Regions from separate parts of the Hordeum vulgare genome. Here region 1 is linked to region 2. A link is a contact called in public Hi-C data. All regions are on one chromosome and are shown on one strand. The core of a region is the stretch at or near the end of the contact, and the rest is flanking DNA. Distances in the headings are between cores, read along the strand shown. Region 1 has its middle 53 kb from the start of LOC123439586. Region 2 holds the start of LOC123443079 (NF-X1-type zinc finger protein NFXL2).

What was found. Hi-C and Micro-C count contacts between places; a contact is called where the count stands out from the background.
Region 1: a Hi-C map of leaf shows a contact between it and region 2, with 1.9 times the contacts expected there. The contact joins the enhancer-like site here to the promoter of LOC123443079 in region 2. A contact is called at or near these places in 2 of 6 Hi-C or Micro-C datasets (leaf and seedling) and 1 of 1 datasets of contacts at active chromatin or transcription factors (embryo).

Annotation. Positions count from the first base shown.
Region 1 is chr3H:86,679,778-86,686,030 of MorexV3_pseudomolecules_assembly, reverse strand. No RefSeq gene overlaps it. Among protein-coding and RNA genes, the nearest start is that of LOC123439586, 53 kb to the right of the region's middle. Within about 2 kb of position 1,325, at least 3 of the 3 cell types and tissues checked have open chromatin away from gene starts, as enhancers often do. A contact at or near this core is called in leaf and seedling, where this site is marked.
Region 2 is chr3H:86,283,678-86,289,996 of MorexV3_pseudomolecules_assembly, reverse strand. It overlaps LOC123443079 (NF-X1-type zinc finger protein NFXL2), which reads left to right and starts at 3,135. Exons shown (of 13, transcript XM_045119330.1): 1 at 3,135-4,400; 2 at 4,874-4,987; 3 at 5,063-5,118; 4 at 5,434-5,500; 5 at 5,776-5,868; 6 at 6,093-6,178; 7 at 6,274-6,319. The coding sequence starts at 3,207.

The sequences.
Region 1 (6,253 bases), core at 76-2,575, 400 kb before region 2:
ATGAATGTTTTCAAATCCACGATTATTTTGAATTTCTGAACTTTTCTAGTCGATGAACTATTTTCAAAATCTATGATAGTTTTAGCCTATTTTTAAATTTTATGACATTTTTATTTTTATGGGAATTATTTTAATTCCTGATTTTTGAATTTCTCACATTTTCTTGAAGAGTTAACTGTCAACGGTGGATCCTCAACCGCGATGGGTCAACTACCGAACCAAGAAACCAGGCAAACAAGAGAACAAGTGTCTCGCGAGCAAGTAGCCTCCTTGTTGTAAGGCCGGCCACGGTGCAAGGGTTGCATGAGCATTGGATCCTTTACCTCGCGCTTAAGGCACTAGGGAGGGGCATTTCCTATTTAGCGCTGCACGCGCTTGTTATAGGGCATTTTCGCAAACGGGTGCGTGCAGCTGCTGCGAGCTGGGTGGGCTCTTGTATATCTTCTTATTTTCTATTTTAACGTTCAAAAAATGCGCGCCAATCGGGAGTTCTAATTCATGATATGCTGCAATGGCAACAACAAAGTTACCACTAGGCTAGTGCTTCCTAATTTGTTTTTTTTCTTTTTATTTGGATATTCAATCACAAGAAACTTTTTGTTTTCCAATCCGGTTTTCCCTGGTTCACTCGTCATTTCTGGGGCGGTTTTATTTGTGTTTTCTTTATTTCTTTTCCTTTCTTAAATGTGTTTTCTTTGTTCATCGATTTTTTTTTTGAAATGATGATTTTGTTAAAAAATGAACTTTTGTTCAATACGATGAATTTTTTTCATATTTGCTGAACATTTTTCAAATTCGATGATTTTTTTTCCAAATTTGTTGAACTTTTTTCCAAAATTGGTGAACTTTTTGAAAAAACAGTGAATTTTTTTCAGATTCGATGAAATCTTTTCAAATTTGATGATATCTTTTTCAAATTTGATGTTTTTTCAAATTCAATTAAAATTTTCCCAAAATTGGTGATCTTTTTGAAAAATCAGTGAACGTTTTTCAGATTTGGTGAACACATTTCAAATTCGATGAACTTTTTTCAAATTCGATGATTATTTTTCAAAATAGTTGAACTTTTTCAAAATCTATGAACCTTTTTCAAAATTAATGTTTTTCTAAATTTGATGAACTTTTGAAAAAAATGAATGAACTTCTTCAAAACTTGTGAACCTTTTTCAACTATCGATTTTCTTATGAATTCTTTTTTTCAAAGTCAACGGTTGACTTGTCAACCACAACCGTTGCGAGCAAGCACGCCGGGCGAGTCGAGTGCTAGGAGCGCCACGCTCTTGTAACTGGGCCGGCCCAAAACCAGTCTACGCCGGTTCCTGGGTCGGGCGCGAGGTCTCTCTGTCTGACGAGGTACCATTATGGTGCGCATCATGTTGGGTCAGCCCAATAATCCTCATGTGGGTTAGTTTTTCATTCTTCTTTTTCATTTGTTCATATTTTCGAAAACAAACTATGTACATATACTCCAAATTTATATTAACTAAATAAGTAAAGAATTGCTAACTCGATAAATGTGAACGTAGTCTATTAAAATTGTTATTGTATTTTTTTAGTGTTGACAGCAATAGAAAAAGTGTTTGTGACATTTGAAGAATGTTAACGTGTTTAAAAAATGATGTGGTCTTTTTACAAAATATACAATGTAAATAAAATATTTGTAAAATTTTAAACTAATGTTTCATATCATTCACAAAAAATGTAAGTTAATTTGGATTTTTTTTGCATGTTTCTGGATTTTAAGCATTTAAAAATGTTTATGGAAAAATCACATATTTAAAAAATCATTTTCTTATTGGAAAATATTCGACATGCTTGATTTTTCTAGTCAAAAGATGTGTTTGAAATAATGTTAATCTTGTATTTGGAAGAAGTGTTTTATATGTACAAAAACATATAATGTGCGTATGATAAAAGTAGACAAAAAACATATAATTTAAAAATGTTAGTCATGTATTTGAAAATTGTACACCGTGTAGTTGAAAATTGTTCAATGTGCATAAAACAATGTTCAATACGTACACTAAAAATGTGCATGTGGACTGAAATAAGACATGTATTCAAAATCGAGAAAAACTTGTGAAGAAACAAAAGAAAACCAAAGAAATCGATGCATAATAGTGAAACTCACAGAAACCAAAGAAAGCGAAAACCAAAAATGAGAGAAAAATAATAATTTAAAGAAAAAGGAGAAAAAACACAAAAAATCAGGAAAAGTCACGCATAAAACTAAGAAAAGAATACGCATTCAAAAGTCTGTTGTGCATTAATTTCAAAATGGGTTGGCATGCATTGTAGCTACCCGATAGCTCTTGAGACGAGAGGAGATTCTATCAAATTATAAGCCAGATATAGCTCATGTCTCTTGTGTTTGCCCGTCCACAATCTTCACACTTTTCTTTCATTGACGTAGGAGCGACGTGAGCAAAACCACTTCAGGCGATGTCATGGCCGCCGTGCTCTGCATCCTCCGCCTCGGCCCATACTATGGGATCGAGATGAGACGTCTAGAAGGGAGGTGAATAGACTACTTGACCGAATAAAAAATATTTTTTTCTCAATTTTATTGGTTGATGAGTTTTAGCAATTCTAGCAAATCTAGCACACCCTACACATGCAGTTCTACAAATATAGCCGCGAAAAATAAAGACATGCACATGTAAGTAAGGAGTAGAGATAGAATAATTAAACACAATGAAGGCACATATATTTTTGGAGTTGTTCTGATATGTGGTGTTATTGTACGTCCATGTTGATGAAAACTTCAACCCATAGAGGGTAACGGTTGCACGAGTCCATGGAGGGCTCCACGTACAAAGGATCCACGGGGACGCAACCTTGTCTATTTCATCATGGCTTACGCCCACGAAGGACTAGCTCCATTCGGGGTAGATCTTCACGAAGTAGGCAATCTCCTTGCCCTTACAAACTTCTTGATTTAACTCCACACGATTTGGAGGTTTCCAAGTGACACCTAACCAATCTAGAAGGCACCACTCTACAAAAGGTAATAGATGTGGTATTGATAATTAACTCCTTGCTCTAGTGCTTCAAAAGATAGTCTCCTCAATAGTCAATCACACTCTCACTGATTTAGCTTGGTAGAAGAGATTGATTGGGTGAAAAGAAACTTGGGGAGGCTAGAAATCAAGATTCATATGGTTGAAGTAGAAGATCTTGATCTCAACACATGAGTAGGTGGTTCTCTCTCAGAAAATAAATGGTGTAAGTGATTGCTTGTTCTGAGTGATCTCTCAACGAATGAGAGGTAGATGGAGGGGTACTATATAGACATCTCCAAAAATCCAGTCATTACAACATTATTGTCCAACTCGATGGAACCGAAGTAAAAAACTTTGTTGCATCGACTAGTGCAAAATGCTCTAACTTTTGGGTTCTCGGTGAGACCGATTCGGTTGACCTAGGAAGTTCCATAGACTCGGTGAGGTCGATTTGTAAAACTCGGAAATTCCGGTTTTAGGCAAATGGGCAACATCAAGTTGGTCACTTCTATTCGGCTGTACGGAAGTGAGTCTCGGTTGTACCGATTTGCTAGGGTTTGGCTTGACTTCTGTCTAAGGAAATCTCAGTGTGACCCATATGTAGAAAGTTGGTGGCACCGAATTTGACTTTAGGGTTTTGAAGAGAATATTTTGTGGGAGAAATGTTGAGGCTTTTGGTGGCTAATCTCTAAGCACTTTGAGCAACCAAATCATCATATATACCTCATCCTCTTTCAATGGTATTGTCTTTTCTATGGACTCAAATGCAATTTTTCATATAAATATATAATATAGAGTCTTGAAGCTTGAAGCTTTGTCAATCCTATTCTTTTCCTTCTTGGGGATCCTCCTCACTATTCCCAGTGACTACAATCTTTGGAGTTAATATGAAGTACACTAGGTAGAATTGTTAGTCCAAGCGAGATAATGTATGTTGTCATGAATTATCAAAACCTCCAAGGGAGCATATGTGCTTTCAATATCCCCCTTTTTGGTAATTGATGACAACATACAATATACAATCAAAGCTTCAATTTAGAATAAACACTAAAATCGGATAGCTTTGAGAGACATATTGTTAGAGCATATTTCTCCATGTGTGGTTTTGGTAATTGATGACAATCCCTATGGACTAATGGTTGCCTTGAGTTATATTCGACGGATTTGTCCATAGGCACTTCTTGAAGTCCAACTGTTGGTTTCAAGGGGTTTATATGGTGACCAAGGTGGTATTCAAGGTTTTATACAAAGATTGGTCATGTGAGAGTTGAGCTTATTGCGAGCATATCTTGAAGAAGAAGATTGTGTGAATATTCATGTTTACCTTGAGGACACCAGCTTTATGAAGAGAGAAGATAAGATACAAGGTTGATCAAGACTAAGTCAAAGAGTGAATCAAGTTGATCAACACAAAAGTGTACAAGATGTACCGACAGGGGTCAAGTACCCATGGTATGGTAAGCATTGTCCATTACGCTTTTGTGTACTAACCCATGGTCTTTGTGAAATTTCTATGTGGGGTTAGGTGTGTTTCCATGGGCTTGCGTCAAGAGGAAGATCTCATACAACCTATGGAGAATGACACCAAGTGGTGATCGTCATCAAGATTGCGGTGTACAAGTTCAAGTGGAATATCACGAAGAGATCATGCTTGAAGCTTGCCGTACATTATGGTTACAATGGACTTGTGAATATGTGCCGAAGAGTGGCTCACCCATAGTGAAGTATGGGGGGGCAATCAACTAGTCTTCATCGAGCCAACAAAATCAAGAAAGGTGATCCATCTTGAGGAAGTCAAGATCGTCATCATCTAGCTCAAGTGGACTATGTGCAAGGTATAGGTTTTCCCTTAATAAGTTCTCTATTTTAACAGTCTCATGGTGGCTTGATCAGTCATATGAGAGTTGGGCTTATTCGATCAAGCTCTTCAGTCATGGCAGATGCATGGTAGTAGGGCAGTAGTACCACCCACGCGGTAGTACCGCTGCTACTACCACTTATTTTTGTGTTTTTGTCTCTTATTCATTTCAGCTATAGTAGGGCGGCAGTGGGGTACGGTACTACCGCCCTGCTCCCACTCGACTACCGCCTCGAGGTTTCTGTTGTTTGCATGCTTTTACTCTAATTATCGCGCTAAGAGGTAGTACCACTCAGCCGAGCGGTAGTACCTCTTGTGCATGACGAGTGCACATAAAAGTTGGATTTGGAGAGGCCTATAAACAGGGGTTTTATTCCCCATTGCCCCTTATCCTTTGAGCTTGTATTTGCCCCCCATTGTTGACCTTCTTTGAGCTTGCTATCTCTCAACCCCTCCAATGATTCTTGCTAATTCTTGAGGGAAAAGAGAGAGGAGATCTAGATCTACATTAACACCAATCACTTTCTCCTCTATGTGAGAGGAGCCCCTTGGACCTAGATCTTGTTGTTCTTCCTCCCATATTCCTTCATGTGTTCTTGACATTGCATTAGTTGCATCGGTTTGAGTTCTCCACGGTGATACGTGGAAGTGAAGTTTGAGAATTGTATTACTCTTGGGTGTTTGAGCACCGTAGAGCTTGTGCTTCTTGGGTGCTTTGGCGTCCTAGATGGTTTGTAGTGTCTCGGAGCTCAACCATTATGGTGTAAAGCTCTGGGCAAGCGTCTGGGGTCTCCAATTAGGTTGTGGAGATTTCCTCGAGCAATTCAGATTACCTCAGAGCCACAATCCATTCTGATGAAGCTTCGTGGTGGTGTTGGGAGCCTCCAATTAAGTTGTGGAGATTTCCCCAACCTTGTTTGTATGGGTCTAGTGACCACCTTCAAGGGTCTTTTGTTGGAGTTCTTTGTGAGCTCCTTGTTCTTCCTCTCATATTCCTTCATAACTTTTGTTGTTGTGGTGGAATTTGGGACTGAGGGACTTGACCACTTCGTGTGTTTTGCCATTGCATTAGTTGCATCAGTTTGAGTTCTCCACGGTGATATGTGGAAGTGAAGTTTTAAAAGCTTATTACTCTTGGGTGTTTGAGCACCTTAGAGCTTGTGCTTCTTGGGTGCTTTGGCGTCCTAGATGGTTTGTGGTGTCTAGGAGCTCAATCATTATGGTGTAAAGCTCCGTGCAAGCATCGGGGTCTCCAATTAAGTTGTGGAGATTGCCTCGAGAAATTGAGGTCACCTCGGAGGCACAATCCATTGTCGTGAAGCATCATGGTGGTGTTGGGAGCCTCCAATTAAGTTGTGGAGATTGCCCCAATCTTGCTTTTATGGGTCCGGTG
Region 2 (6,319 bases), core at 1,886-4,385:
TCCTGCATGGTGTCCTCCATAAGCCTCGGAGTGTCACTTTCCGAAGGATTTGTTCCTGTTCATGCTGAGGTATACAACGTCTAATAATACCATCTACTCCCTCTTTATAAATATGTGGGCCATCCCAAAAGTAATGTCTTAAATCAAAGAAGAATTTTTTATTTTGTTGATATGTGAAACTAGGTGGTATGTATTTAGCAATAATGTAATTAGCATAATCAGCAAACTATGGTGTACTATGAGAAACATTGACCACATCTAGTTGTTCATCAGGAGAGCTATCATTAATAGGTAGTGGGTCATCAAGGACATTTTCTAACCTAGACAAGTAATCAGCTACGAGGTTCTTAGCTCCTTTCCTACCAATGATATGCAAATCAAATTCTTGTAGCAAGAGAACCCACCTAATAAGTCTAGGCTTAACATCTTTCTTTTCCATAAGGTATTTAATAGCAACATGATCAGTGCGAGCAATTACTTTAGAATCAGCAATGTAAGATCTGAATTTATCACAAGCAAATATAACTGCCAAGGGGTATGGACCGCACCCTGGTGGGTAGTGGAGGCCGTGGGCCTCCATTTACGTTGACTCTACCTCCCAAAAAACACATATATTCCAAAATAATTCTCTGTAAATTTTTATCGCGTTTGGACTTTGTTTGATATGGATATTCTGCGAAACAAAAAACATGCAACAAACAGGAACTGACACTTGGCACTGGATCAATACGTTAGTCCAATAACTCATATAAAATGTTGCCAAAAATATGTGAAAGTTGTATAATATTGGCATGGAACAATAAAAATTATAGATACGACGGAGATGTATCAGTGGGCACACCACCGCGCGACCCGCACCTCGTGACCCCTCCAGGCGGAGGGCCTCATGGGAAGCCGCCTTACGAGGGGCTCGCGAGACTGCGTGCTGTCGTAGATGATCATCTTGAAGATCCTCCTCTCGTAGAGGGGGGCCTCACGAGGCCACGCCTCACGAGGTGTCTTGCACTTGTGGCCCCCGTCTTTGGGTCGTCTCTCGAGTCAATTGTTCAGGCGTCACTTCCTCGGCTGCAGGCAGGCGGGCTGCGATACCCTGGTTTCCACTGAGACGACACATACTACTCGCCATCAAACCACACACTCATCGCCACAAAGAAGGCTTCTAGGTCACCACATACTATGCCCGCTTGTCTCCAAATCAAACTCTCACTAGCCACACGAGGAAGAACACGTGAGGTGCCCGGAGTCATGCCCTCAAACACTATGGAGTTTTTTTTCCGCTTCCACAACTCCCACACGAGGAACAGATGTATGGCATGAATCGTCTTGTGTGGCGGCTAGAGAGAGTCAGCCTCGTGCACCACTCTTGTAGCTTGTCATTCACCGAGCATATGTATGGCTATTGTTACCTTGCTACCACTAATATCATATTACTATGCTACTAATAAATCGTTACAAGGAAGTGATTCTCACGTGTGCTTGAATTGACAACTCAAGTGCTGAAGCTTATAAATATTCCTTGACTTGGGTTTCTTTGGCTTGCCTTGTAAATATTCTGTTTTATTTTCTTTGTTTGCTTGTTTTAATGTGTCTATGGCTTATATTTGGGGACATGAATTCTGAAAATATTAAGGTACACTAGAGATTAATTGGGAATGATTATGATTTTTATTGATAGTGCGAAAGTGAATGATTTATTTATGTTATACTTACCTGTCTCAGGAGTTCTATTAAGTTTTGTGTGAACAAACTTTTCATGTTTTGGGCGAGATGACAATGAAAGAAGAATAATGAGCAACAATACTCTAAAATTGAGGATTCCCAAAGCATCCTAAGGTAATATATAAGGAAGACTCAAGCAGCATGCCGCCATGGATGCCCTTTTGTGCAAGCGTTGATCTCACCGGTAACAGGGGTCTCCCTCCCTTGATGTATCTGTCACACATGCATACATCCCTCCAAGAGTTGATTTCCTCAACGAGGAGAAGTGTCACATGTAGTCCTATGGTCGGTGTCTGGTGCGGTGACCAGCGTGCACACACCACCGTGATGGCAAGAAGGGATTGTTTGAGCCTGAGCTTGTCCATGGCCATGACGTCCGACATATGATTCTTTTTTGCATCAAAGATCTTGTTGTGGTTTTCTGCAACAACAATTGTGTTGCAAAGGACGGTGGCGAACAATAACCGCCTGCAACCCGGCGACTACATCTGTCCTTTCCATCACCGATCAATGTGCATTTAATTTTGTGTCTAACATCAACGTGCATTACAGGTACATATTTACTAACACTAAAGAAAATTCTTTTTCTGTAACTAAATACTTGTTATTGGAGAAGATCAATACAAGTTCCTCAGCTGTAAGTATTGTGGTTCAGACCATGCAAAAAAAGTATTGTCATACAGAGGGAGTACATATCAATTCTAAAAGTAAAAATACTTAAGTTATAGGTGTATGAAGTATCTTGAACCTAACTACAAAAGCTGCATTCCCCTCAGGGCATGTACAATAGGTAGCCTCAACCCGTTGCCCCGCAGGTCCAGGTAGGTTCGGAGTTTGGTTCGGGCAAAAAGCTATAGCCTCGCAGGCGATAGTGTAGCCTGCAGAAGACCCGGACTCTTCGGCTGTGAAAGCTGAGAAAAACAAGAAAAGTTGAAGCAATCCTGATGCATGTGAGGAGAGATACAGACAGAGGGAAAGAAAAATGATATGCATGTGAAAAGGATGATGTTGCTAGACTGCAGCCTCCGTTGGAAAAACAAAATCATACTCCCTCCGTTTCTAAATATAAGTCTTTCTAAGAGTTTCACTAATGGACTACGTACGGATGTATATAGACATATTTTAGGATATAGATTCACTCATTTTGCTCCGTATGTAGACAACTAGTGAAATATCTTAAAAGACCTATACTCCCTTCATTCCTAAATATAAGTCTTTTAAGAGATTTCACTAAAGGACTACATACGTAGCAAAATGAGTGAATTTATACTCTAAAGTATGTCTATATACATTCGTATGTAGTCCTTTAATGAAACCTCTAAAAAGACTTATATTTAGAAACGGAGGGAGTACTATTTAGGTACGGAGGGAGTAGACGACAGGTTTAATATTTTTTGCTTAGTTTAAGAGTGCTGCCTCCATGTACTACATGCCCTCACAAATCTCGCGCGCACCACCGATCTCCAGCGACCGCCTCAACGCCGGCGATGCCGTCCTCCTACGCCGCGGCCACCGCATCGTCTTCGCGGAAACTAGCCCCTTCCACTAGTGCCACTGCCGCCACCCGTAAACCAGCACCCTTGCCTGCACCCGCGCCCCCGCCGTCGAACCCTAGCCACGTCTCAGATTCTGACCCCTCGTCCTACTCCTCCTCCGGGGAAGAGACCGATCTCAGCGCCTGTGACCCGGCGACTGCGTCCGTCCTCTCCACCTACCTCTCCGTCGCCGGAAATGGCGCCGACCTCTCGAAAGTCGGCATCTTTCTCAACTCCGCCGCGCGCCGCCGGTCACCGCCGTGCCTGATCTGCTTGGACCCCATCCGCCCCTCCGATCCCGTCTGGTCCTGCTCCGCCTCATGCTTCGCCCTTCTCCACCTCCCCTGCATCCAATCATGGGCACACCAGTCAGCCTCCGCCGCTCCTTCCCCCACCTGGGGCTGCCCCAAGTGCCGCGTCGCCTACCCCAAATCCCAGACCCCCACCTCCTACCACTGCTTCTGCTCCAAGACCGAAGACCCTCCTGCGGACCCCTGGATCCTCCCCCACTCTTGTGGCGACGTCTGCGGCCGCCGCCTGAATTCAAATCACGACTCCGGCTGCGAGCACACCTGCCTCCTGCTTTGCCACCCCGGACCATGCCCTCCATGCCCGGCTGTTGTTCCTAATGCTCGGTGCTTCTGCGGGGCGCACCGTGAGCCCCGGCGCTGTGCGCATCAGCGTTATTCTTGTAAGGGTAAATGCAATAAACGCCTTAGCTGTGAACTCCACCGCTGTCCGGTGGATTGCCATGATGGGCCATGCCCACCGTGTGCTGTGCAGGGGAATCACAAATGTGAGTGTGGAGAGACAATGGTGGAGAGATTGTGCTCTGAAAGAGTTTTCCAGTGCAAGAGGGAGTGTAGTGGGATGCTGGAGTGTAGGAAGCATAGGTGTGAGAGGGGATGCCATGGTGGAAAGTGTGGTGAATGTCCGCTTCGTGGGCGGCGGACCTGCCCTTGTGGCAAGAAGGATTATCCAAGGTTGGAGTGTGATGTGGAGGCTGCCACATGTGGATCGACTTGTGAGAAGGTGCTTGGGTGCGGACGGCACAAGTGCCCCGAGCGGTGCCATCGTGGCCCGTGTGACGTGACCTGCCGGCTTGTGATAAAGAAGTCCTGCCGCTGTGGGGTTCTGAAAAAGGAGGTATGTATCTACAGAACATGTTTGTGATCACACTCTTTAAACTTGCATCTACAGAACATGTTTGTGATCACACTCTTTAAACTTGCAAGTAGTAAGCAAAACAGATATTCAAGCATTTGCAAGCAGTTAACAATACTAAACTAGTTGCACCTGATTGGCAGGATGGTATCTGCAAGCAATTGCTGCATGTAAAGACCAGTTGTTTAACTCCACTTTTAGGTAGTTCTTAGTAGTTAGTGAACAAACATAGAATGCCTGAATGCTCATGTGATTCAAATGGATTTTTGAGACCAACATTACCCCTTGCAATGCATACTACCTAACAGAGAAACAATAAGTAGCAATTGGTTATTTTTCTTTCTCCTTAATCTGGTCCAGTAATAATGCTACAGCTTGTTAGGTGTACTTCTATAATATTGCTTATTAGACAGCAAATGGATAAATTCCCCAATTCTTGTGATGCATTATATCAGCTGCCTTGCCACCAAGACTTGACCTGCGAAAGGAAATGTCAGCGTTCACGTGCCTGTGGACGCCACGCTTGTAAACGACGTTGTTGTGTTGGGGATTGCCCACCCTGCGCAGAGGTACATCTTTTTTCTCTCCTTTCATGATTTTGGCTCGTTTCAAGTTTCAAGCACTAAAAAGATCTATGCTTGTAGACTTGTGATAGGAAGCTCAAATGTGGAAACCATAAGTGTCTCTCTCCATGCCACAGGTATTGCCCTAATCAACGGTGCATCTTTGGCTTGTCATTTGCTATTGTTTAGTTCTACTTGCATTGCTACAGGCATACATGTATGTGCTCTCATTTTGAACTGCAAGACCATGTTAAAATACCAGAAGTGCCACCACACGGCAGATGTCAAAAACTCAAAATATGTTGTGTTGTTCTGCTCTGGAATAGCACCGTTTCTTTTTTGGATGGAAAATCTGTGTCTGTAGTTTTGACTTTTGAAGCTTTGATCTTGGTTCATTTGTATGAACTGAAATCCTACTTTTCTAGTAACATTTTGTTCTTTTTGTTTGCCAGAGGCGTTTGTTCACCTTGTCCTTTGATGAAGACCATCTCATGCTTCTGTGGGAAAACATACTTTGAGGTTGAAATTGGTAGACTCTTAGTTCTGTTGTTCATTTTGTTGTATGAGTTATATTCGGTCATATCTACTTCCTTAGATGACCAGGACACATAATTAGCACGCAACAGCTGCACGCTCAGGAGACCTATTTTTACACGATCTTGTGCACTTCCCTAAATGTTAATTCTTGCTCCAGTTTCGTTATATAGTACAAGTTCCTCATCAGTGTATCTCCTGTCCTGACCCACTAATTGCTAAGTTTCCTTCGTAGATTTGAATGCATAATTCTCTTGTAGGTTCCTTGCGGGACCGAGAAGAATCAGAAGCCTCCCAAATGCTCAAAAAGATGCAATATAGATCGTCTTTGCAGACACAAGCTTGATTGCCGGGTAAACTGTTCCGTCTCTTTTCTGTAACATTGTCATTGCTCATTAATGTTAATTTCTGGACAAATTTTATTGCTGATTGCCACTGCAAGGGTATTTGTCACATTGTTGTTGTTCAAAGTTTGTTCTTGTGAATTTAGTTGCATGTCATTCCTGAGTGTTTAATTACTTAGGCTATTATGAATTGATCCTCAGAATTTACTTGACATTTGATCTCCTTTCTTTAGCCCCATAAATGCCACTATGGAGCCTGTCCACCTTGCAAACTGATCTGCGGGGAAGAATTTTCTTGTGGCCACAAGTGTAAAGAAAGGTTTAGTGTTTACTTTATATGCTGAGTGTGTCATTGCAGCAGTATACCACGAACTACAGTGTCCTCTGATGTCTATCAATCTTAACACTACCCAGGTGTCATGGTTCTATTCCTCCACCGAACCCTGAGTTCACAGTTAAA